2 separate regions of the Hordeum vulgare genome follow, and region 2 is linked to region 1. Evidence: chromatin contacts called from public Hi-C data. All regions are on one chromosome and are shown on one strand. Each heading gives the region's core, a stretch centred on a gene start, on an enhancer-like site or on the middle of the called end of the contact. The rest is flanking DNA. Distances are from core to core; before and after follow the strand shown. Region 1 holds the start of LOC123410542 (potassium transporter 24-like). Region 2 has its middle 150 kb from the start of LOC123410542.

The links. Hi-C and Micro-C count contacts between places; a contact is called where the count stands out from the background.
Region 2: a contact with region 1 is called in a Hi-C map of leaf, with 3 times the contacts expected there. The contact joins the enhancer-like site here to the promoter of LOC123410542 in region 1. A contact is called at or near these places in 2 of 6 Hi-C or Micro-C datasets (leaf and seedling) and 1 of 1 datasets of contacts at active chromatin or transcription factors (embryo).

Annotation. Positions count from the first base shown.
Region 1 is chr7H:119,894,454-119,899,206 of MorexV3_pseudomolecules_assembly, forward strand. It overlaps LOC123410542 (potassium transporter 24-like), which reads right to left and starts at 1,862. Exons shown (of 9, transcript XM_045103492.1): 1 at 862-1,862; 2 at 269-734; 3 at 87-140. The coding sequence starts at 900.
Region 2 is chr7H:120,045,382-120,050,393 of MorexV3_pseudomolecules_assembly, forward strand. No RefSeq gene overlaps it. Among protein-coding and RNA genes, the nearest start is that of LOC123410542, 150 kb to the left of the region's middle. Within about 2 kb of position 3,515, at least 1 of the 3 cell types and tissues checked has open chromatin away from gene starts, as enhancers often do. A contact at or near this core is called in leaf, where this site is marked.

The sequences.
Region 1 (4,753 bases), core at 612-3,111:
TATATTCAATTTGAATCTGAAAAGATATCAATAACAAACCGGTATCAAACAATCATAAACGAAAGCAGAGCAAGCAATTGACCTACATTCGTGCTGCTCATTGTCCAGCTCCAGCTCCAGCCCGGAAACCGCGGAGAACACTGCAACAGAGAGGAACCATAAGACGTCAGGCTCCTGACGTAGCATCAACCAATGCAACACCAACAGCGTAACTTAATCTCTGAGGAAGGATGAAGGAGAAGGAGAAGGAGGAGGAGGAGGGAGCGACCAGAGACGGCAGGGGTGAGCACGCCGTCGCCGATGACCATGCAGGTCCCGAGCAGAGCGAGCAGCAGCAGCATCCTCTGCAGGACCCGGTGCCGCTCCAGCGCGGCGCGCACGGCCGAGAGTGGCGCGGGCGGCGCCGCGCCGCCCTCGCGCCGGCCCGCGAGGTCCTCGCCGTCGGGGAGGAGCCCCGCGCGTACGCGGCGGCATATGAGGGAGTAGAGCGCGAAGGTGCCGCCCTCGCCGTGGTCGTCGGCGCGGAGCACGACGAGGACGTACTTGAGGAGCGGGATCAGGGTCAACGTCCAGAAGACGAGGGAGAGCACGCCGTAGATCTCCTCGTTCCCCGCCGAATGCTCAATGTCCCCGCCGGCGAAGGCGCTCTTGAACACGTACAGCGGCGACGTCGCCACGTCGCCGTACACCACCCCGAGGCTCTGGTACGCCAGCAGCAGCTCCGCGCTCCACGGCTGCAAACCGCCGTCAAGAAAGAAACCAAGAAACGGCCGTCACCGTGGTGCCCCCGGGCCCAAAACCAGACCAGACCGAACAAACACCGAATCTTCCAGAAGGAATCCAAGAACTTACCCTACTCACCTTCCTGCGCGCCGCGCCGCCGCCGCTCTCCGCGTCCATTCCCGTCCTTCCTCCGCCTCTCCCCGCCGCCCGCTCCGCTCACGCGCGAGTCACGTTGCCCAACTGCCAACCGCCAGGCGCGCAAGTTGCCACCCTCGCCGCGCCCATGCGCTGCTGGCGCGCCACCCCGCAGCAGCACGGACGTCGAATCGGGAGCGGAGAAGAGAAGATCTTGGCACCAGCAGCAGCAGGCAAATCCCGTTTTGGCAGGATCACTCGGCTTGGACTTTGGAGTAGCGCAGAGCAGCGGAAGCAAGCCACGCAAGCTCCGTCCCTTCTTGTAGCTTCTCGCAAGAACAAGTGAACAACTACCAACTCGTGTCCTGGCCCGGCTCTCCGTCCTTCACCACGCGGTAGAAAAGGAGTCCGAAACCTCCATTAAAAAACCTGAGGCGCATGGCGCACGCTAAGCCGCAAGGACAAGAAAAGGGACGATTTGGAAGAAGCGAGCAGGCCAACCAGAAGAGACGACTGCCTGTACAATAACACTCCTCTACCAACCCTTTTGATCCCTTCCGAGAATCAAGAGAGCGAGGCTTCTACTTATGGCCGCGGAGGTCAGCAAGCACTGACGACTGGCCGGATCGCGGGGGTGGGTGCCAGGTGGTGTGCAGCCGTATCAGGCGCAGGTTGATCTGCCGTAGCTCTTCTTAGGTTCTTGCATGCCACCGTATGAGCGGTGGGATCGATCTCTGGCTGTGGCTATCGCGGGTCTTGCTTTTCCACGATGGAATTCACCTGCCACTTCGTCGTCTGCCCCTTTTCGTGTGATCCGGTGATGCCTTGTTCAAAAGGAAAACGTCGTTCTCTCCCGTCCATGGAAGTCATGGTGGTCGAGTTGCTGAGATGATGGGCTTGATTATGCATTGAAATCCATTGAATGTGAATCAATGTGGTAAAAGGCTGGAAAATGGTGTCCGGATTTGATTCAAGATGGCCTCTCTGGCGTAGCGGTAACGTGGTCAAGTTTCTGGCATTTGTGCGCGGATTAGTCGGGCGTCCTTTCTATATGGAAGTCAAAGAGGAAATAGACCCGGGATCTGCTTGGTGTAATGGCGAACTGACACCTCTTGGCGGGTCTCTTTCGGAGTTTGGTTTCGCGGCAGGCTTGGCGGTGAAAGATAACTTGGATGCTGATGCCCGTACGCGTCGGTGAAGCGGCGAGCAAGGAGCCACGGAACGCATGCGTTGGTACTACGTGCGGAAAAGGACAAGGGATGATGGAATGGAACAGGGAGACCGTATGTGGATCCGTATGTGGACGGTAGCGAAATGTCGGCTGTAAAAATTGCGGTCGTGATCCTACCTATATCTTTATATCTAATATCTATACTCCTAAGAGCAACTCCAATCCAAAACGCATGTTTTATCCATATTTTATCCATTTGGATTGACATGTTTATTCTGTTTTTTTTCATCTGTGTCTATCATGCGCTCAATGCCGATCCATTTTTCGTATACGCGGCAGGCATGCGATCTATTTTAACATTAAATATATAATATTGCATAGTTCAAGAAACATAAAAATATATCATAGTTTATAAGTGTAACTAATAGTAAATTGTTTCAAATACATTGGAAAAAACCAACATGAATCCATGTATGCTCAACCAAATTATTTTGCAGCTGCATATGAGTTCCCCAATCACGCATCTGATGATGAAACTTGGTGAACTATGCAAACGTTGTTGGTCATGTATGCTCATGCACAATATTGTCATCCTGAAACTGAAATCCTTGATCACGGAGACATTCTGGACGTTCATCCTCTATGATCGTATTATGCATGATCACATAAGTTATTATCACCTTCCACAACTTTTTGATGCTTCAAATTCTAACAGGCTACCGAATGATGCCCCATCGAGATTGAAGAACGTCAAAGGCACGCTCTACATCCTTTCTAGCACTCTCTTGCTCTTGGGCAAATCATCTTCTCTTCTCTCCTACAGGGTTGGGGATTGTCTTGATAGTGTCCACTATGGATAGATATCGTTGGCTAGATAGTGTCCATTATTGTATTGGTGGTCATTGATCTCAACATTGACCTCCAGGCATGCAATTGCTTTCTGTCATCCTAGCAAACATCGGAGAGCGTTGGAGCACATTGATATCGCTGTGAGATCCAGCCATGCCCAAGAAAGAGTGCCAAATCCAGAGATCCGGGGAAGCAACAGCCTCAAGTATGACAGTGAAAGCTTAGACATGGCCCTTATACTACCCCTGCCAAGCAGAAGGGCAGTTTTTCACTTCCAGTGCATATAATCCGTGCTATCGAGCATCCCCATAGGGAGCCCCAAACTGTTGTCGCTCCATACTTATGTGGTCATGGCGATCAACGCAGCTGCCACGATCTCCTCATCATCAGATGAAGAATCATCTGAATCACAAATAACATTCTAAAAAAATCATCGTCGGAGTCCATTGGTACCTTATGGGAAACCGTCAAATAGCTTGCGGGCGTTGTGGGACAAACCGTTCGGTGAAGAGCCCCGCGCCCCACCGAGAGAAGGTAGAGGATATGGGCAGCGGCGATGGGAGATGAAGGCGTCTGGGAGGGTGACTCACATATGGATGGATGGTTGGCGGCGTCGATGGAAGTGGGCGGCGGCGGAAGGAGGTGTGGTGCCCGGGTGAGTCGGGGGGAAGGAATGAAGAGGAGAGTGGCATGCATGCCACCAACTGGCGGGCCAGGGGGAAGAGAAGGGCGGGTGTCACGGGTGTTCGTCCCGTGTCCGCACCGACGCAAATGTGGCCCAAATGTGGGCCTCGAATAGGTTGCGGTCGAAAAAAAACGAATGCACGTCTGTTTGAGTCGTTCCGTTGGGTCGAGTTTTGTGTGTGCGACGACCCAAACGAACACCTGCGGACGAGATGGGTCACACGGTTGGAGTTCCTCTAATATATTCTGGAAAACAAATATATACTCCTAATGCGATTTTTTTACTCGGTCGGCTCATGGCACCTCCAAAGTGGGCCCTTAAATGGCCCGCAGACATTCTAATTGAGCTATCCGGATATACTTTGTCGTCCAGAGTCATGTCGTATTGGTCTCTGGACCGGTCCGCGCGTCAGTTTTCTCGTCAATCAGAAACAAACGAGGGAGGGGATTTTGCGGGAGTTCGATCCTCTACCACGTATTGACTTCGACACCCGGACTCACTCAAAACCACACCAAGACCCACATCTCCATCATTTCCTTATTTCTTCACATCCTCATCCTCCATGGTAGACGCGATGTTGTACCACCCTGGCCACCCTACAAGCCCTTGCCAGAGCTCTGTGACCTCCATCGCTCCACCCAATCGCCACGCTGCTTTGCCTACACCATCATTCCACACATCTCGTTCGTTCTCCCGTGCAAGTACCATCTGGCCCTTGTTGATGTCCTCCGAGGTGTCACTACACCGACAACTGTTTGGTGAAATGCTCGCTCTAAATTTATGATATTTTCTCTCTTCTTTGAAGCAATGGATTTGGACATGGAGTACATCTACTCAAGGAGTGAGTCTTGAGTAACCAAGAGTCCGTGTGATTCCTCAAAACTGACGCTTAATCGTCTAAAGAGTGTGCAATTCTCAAGTGTAATAAACACAAGCTATCATAATATAGTTTAACGTGATGCTCAACCATAAACTAAGTTTGGCTCTCGAGTCTTCTCTCAGAAGAATTCACTCGGAGAGGGGTGCTCAGACAAACACTTGTCAAATCAAACAAAGTAGTGAGGCAACAATGGTTGGGAGGAGGTGACTATTTATAGTCGAAGCGGCACTGAGGGAGAAATGACCAATAGGGGCCTACTGTCAAACCAGTGTATCCAACGGTTGGATTTCACTCACACGACATTTTTTCT
Region 2 (5,012 bases), core at 2,265-4,764, 150 kb after region 1:
CGTCGGAATCTATGTTATATAACGTGTATCATCTTAAGAGCTAATGCCTAGCTACTGCCTCCAAATAATTTCTAAATAAAACTGAAAAATAAACTAGACCTCCAAAGGAATATTTTGCTAAAAGAATCACTGAAAAAGCTTTTGTAGATTAAAATTTATAATCAAAATAAAACCAGGGGCTATTCTGTAATAAAATAGAATTAGAACAGGGGCTAATCTAAGAAACTCAAAGCGCCCGAATTAGAAATACGCCAACTCGCAGCGAAGGCGGCTTCTGGCAAAGGCGCTTTTGCCGAAAACGATTCAGAGAGAGAGATGACACTGACGAGGGGGTCCACCATGTCAGCTTTGAATCTTCACCGGCGCGAGAGGCATGCGGAGGTCGCCGGTGGCGATAGAAGAAGGGAGAGGGTTGGTTTACTGCGTCGACGCACTCACCAAGGACCCGCACGTCGATGAGAGGAAGATTTGGTCGAAGGGGAGGCTTCACGTCGATGGCAACCTTGCTCCGGCGGACGGCAGCTTCGGGCAACTCCGGAAATCACCGAGGAGCTCACTTGTGACCAAATTGACGATGTGCTTAGGAGGAGGAGCTCACGAGGGAGCTACTCGAAGGTTCTGGGGCTCACCTCTCCGCCTACCATACTTGAATGTCGTCGAGACTAGGGGCGGATCAAAGTGGCTGGAGTCGGAGAAGAAGACCTCTCTAAGGCCCTTCTCTAGCTTGGGCAAGGCTTCAAAGAGAGGAGGGAAGGTGGTGGAGTGGATGAGGGGTTCGGCAGTAGGGGAGGAGCTCTATTTATAGGGTCCCGAGAGGGGGTGCCATGGAGCTTATCTCCGGCGACAAATTTCGGCGATCTTGGGGCTTAATCGGTGGGTTTTGGGGTCGGATCAATATCTACTCGATGCAGAGGTTCCATTTTTGGCCTAAGCTCGGTCAACCATCGGCGCAAGACGCCGCTCGATGGTGTGGTCTTCTCTGTGCAAGGCGGTAGCACAGGTCGTGCTTCGCGCTGCCCGGGACGTGGCGCTGACAAAAGCGGCACGTCCTGGAGGCCAGGGACACGCGGAGATCAGAGGGGCATTGGGCGGTGCCGAACGGCGAGAAGCTGCAGCAGAGGTGGCTCTGGTGGCTGCGGCAGCCACTGCTGGTGCTGCTGCCGGAGCTGGCAAGCTCAGGCCAGCTCACCACCAGGGACGATTCTAAGGGGGGGCTAGGGGGGGCTAGACCCCCCTAACAAATTGATTTTTCTACTATAATAATGATTGTTGTAGTTAAATTTTTTTTACTTCATATAAACTTTGACCCTTTCATGAACAAACTTGTCCCCCCTATGCTTGCATATTAGCTTCGTCCCTGCTCACCACCGACGCCAGCAAACGTCCAAGGGAACATGCAGCGGGTGGATAGACACGAGCACAGGGGCGAGTGATTTTCGTTGACACTACTGAGATTGATGAAGCGGCAACAGGGACTGCATCAATGAAGCACTGCAGTCTGAAGAATTGACTAAATCAATTTCAGAGATAGATGGCTACAGTGCCCACCAGATATTTGATCAAATGAAACTAGCACGTGGAAAAGGTTTTTGGAGCTGAAATTTTATGAGATGATCTCTCATTAGGTGCAGAGACGGTGTGTAAATTTCCAGAATTTTTGAAAAAGTTGAAGGCAGATTTTTAATAAAAACAGAATATTTTGGTCAAACTTGAGTCAAATCAAATTTGAAATTTTCAAACTTGTGAACCCAAGGTTTTTGGTGAAATAGGTTGAGGGTACTAAGGTCTTCTAAGGATAAGAGTTTGGGTCCAAAACTTCAAGGGAATGATTGATTTCCCTTGTAAATTTGCTAGGGTCAAAACTGATTACAGAAATTTATATGAAAGGTGGTCCAACCTTTCTAAAGTTCTGGTAAATAAATAAAAATGAAGACCTAGATGATGTAGAAGTGCAAAATGGTCTAAAACGGGATGGAGGAAAAAGAAAACCTTTAAAAAAATAATTGAACCTATAGGAATAATTTCCAAGGTTTTGCAAAAGAATAGAATATCCTCCTAAACCAATTCATTTTCAGAAGAGGCTAAAAGAATACTTTTTAAACCAGGCAGATTGAGAAAAGAAGCTCTAAAAGTATTCTCAAAGAAGTTGTCAAAGAGCTTCAAAGCTTTTTATCAAAGCCAAAATTTAAAAATTCATTTTTTTAATCAAGAAATTCAATTAAAAATTTGGGTGTTACATACCTCCGGCCAGTGAAGGAGCTCTGTTTACCTAGTCGTCGGTGTCGATGTGTCGGCGGGAAAGCTTGAAAGGGGGGGAGAAGGGTGGCAGCGCTTTGAGCGTTGAGAGGATAGCGGCTAAATAGGACGGCCGAATCGACGGAAGGCGAGCCGAAATCCTTCTGTCGATTTTTCAAAGACGCACGCTGGCTCGCGCTATCTCCATGGTCGCAGGAGCTCAGTCGTGTTCCTTTCACCTGCCTCGCACGAGTCATGCTGTGAAAAAACTACCGATTCGAAAGTAGATCGCGGGCCTGACTAGGAATGCTGTAAAATTCATGTCGCGTAGGTCAAACAATGTATGGAGACCAATCAAACAGTTTGAATCCTTCCCCACAAACCTGCTTAGCCTTATACGTGCAATCAAATGCGCCCTAAAATTTAGTCTTGGCTCGTGAATACAGCAGCGTTGATGAGTTCTTGGCCGGTTAGAGTATCAGCACGCACAATAGACCTGATTGGTTGATTAATTGATTTGTTAGGTCTTAGGTAAGCGATGGCTGCATCTTCTTGGCCCAAGCAAGCTGGAAAAACGATGACGTAACCGATCTTTGTGGCTACAATACAACGAGGGGATCGTCCCGCCTCCAAAATTACGTGGCTTTAAATTAGCGACACTCGTACTGTGAGTGATGTATGCAATCTCAAAGTAAACGGTTCTGCGTACCAAATGAATGCGCGAGAATTATTCCTCTCCTTGCTAATAGGCTCCTTTTGCATTTTTCTTTCCCTTGGTCCCAATCACTCCCAGTACGCCCTGACTCCGCAAGCATCAAAAGGGAGCAACTTCACCGTGCGGTACAACCTTGATGTTGCGACGGCTGCATCACAATAAAAATGATAAATACACAGTATATTACACAAGCAATCCAGCTACTGCATTGGATCTTTTCGTCAGACGATGCAACAACTCCGTCGTAAAAGGCACCGTACACATCTTTTGTCACGCTAGAGAAGGACCAATTCAATTCAACATAGTACGCAAAACAGATAGCCATGTGTCACCGGCAACGAGGCCCCGAACAAGGCCACAAGATCCCAGGTTCATTGCCCATTCTTCGTTTCACGTTGGCATGCACATTTTGCAGGCCGGCCGAGTTCGAACTGGATACCCACTCCTTTGGGGCTTTGGGCGCCACGAAAAAACAGATGGCGAGCTTTGGCGGGTACGTAGGCGACCCGTTCTTCTACACCGGTGTGAGTAGTTAAATAGGAGTATAGGACCACGGACAAGGAGGATAAACAAACGTAGCTGTCTGCCCCTGGCGCGGGGAGAAAATCTGGCTCCCGTCACGTCGCCGGCTGGCCGCCCCGCCGCCCGGCCGCGGCCGGCGCCACGTCGCTGTTGCCTGGCAGCACGGCCGCACGGCCGCACAGGTGTACTATCACATCGTATAGCCGGAATGGATATGCGGATATTCTTTGTTGTGTACGGCTGCTTGGCCTCTCACGAAGTCAAATGCTTCGAGATAGCTCGCGTCAGGCTATGAACGAGATGATTTTAGTGTCTGTTTAGGACGCATGACAGGGAAAATAGAGTGATAGCAAATATTGTGGAAATCATCTTGTGGAATTCTACTGGAATCTAAAATACGGGTATCGTACGATATATTCTCCCCATCACAAATCATCTTGTAGTAGTAAATTATACGTGTTTTGCACCTTACGAAATATTTCCCCTAATAATAAAGCACGTAGTGTTTCTGTCGTACGTTCTTGGCTATTTTATAAAAAAGTCCCTGTGTTTCTTGGTATTCAACCCGCAATCATCTGATAAGTTAATGATGAATCATTACGAGTAAAAGAAAAGAAAAAAATTGACCCTGCCTTGCATCTCCACCACCGGCCCCCGCCGCAGTCCCCATCCGCCGCCACGCGCCGCCTCAGCCGTCCCCCGCCGGGCCCGCCGCAGCCGGCCCATGTCGCGTGCTGCTACGCGCCGCCCCCGCCCGCTGCAGCCGGCACCCGTCGCGACCCCGCCAACGCCCCTCCGCCGTGCGCCTTCCCCCACCCCTGCAGATCGAGCGGTGGTTGACGTGCTGAGGGAGACGGAGGCGGCGGCGCAGCGGAAGCGGAAGCGGAGCGGCGCGGGGCTGCGGCTGTTGGACATCACGGAGGGGAGAGAAAGACATCTGCCGCGCGCGCGGCCGTCCCCAGAACACGAACACCAATGCCAGCGTCAGCGTTGCTGCGTGGCGTCCAGTCGGTGCTGGTGACCTCCGGCCAGCTCCGCAACCTCGACCCCCAGCTCCACGTGCCGTCGCTCCTCCTTGCCAACACCCTGATCGCCGCCTTCTCCCGCGCCGCCCTCCGGCGCCTCGCCATCCCGCTCCTCCGCCACATCCTATGCCGCGCCCACCCCTTCCGCCCCGACGCCCTCACCTTCCCGCCGCTCATCCGAGCGGCCCCGGCGCACGCCTCCGTGGCGCAGCTCCACGCCTGCGCGCTCCGGCGGAATGGACTTGCCAACGAGGCAATTGAGGCATATAGTCGTATGCACAAGCATGAGGGTCTGAATCTCGGGTACTTTCTTTCACAGGCAGCATCAATGGCTCATAGATACGATGATGGTTCTTGATTTTCCCAATCAATCCATCGTCCAGGTCGGCGCCGGGACGATGAACCCCCTCACCTTCCTCCGGGTGATGGGACCTGAGCCGTGGAACGTCGCGTGAGTACCCTGCATATTATCCATCCAAGTTCAACCAATGCACATTTGCAAATGCAGTACAATT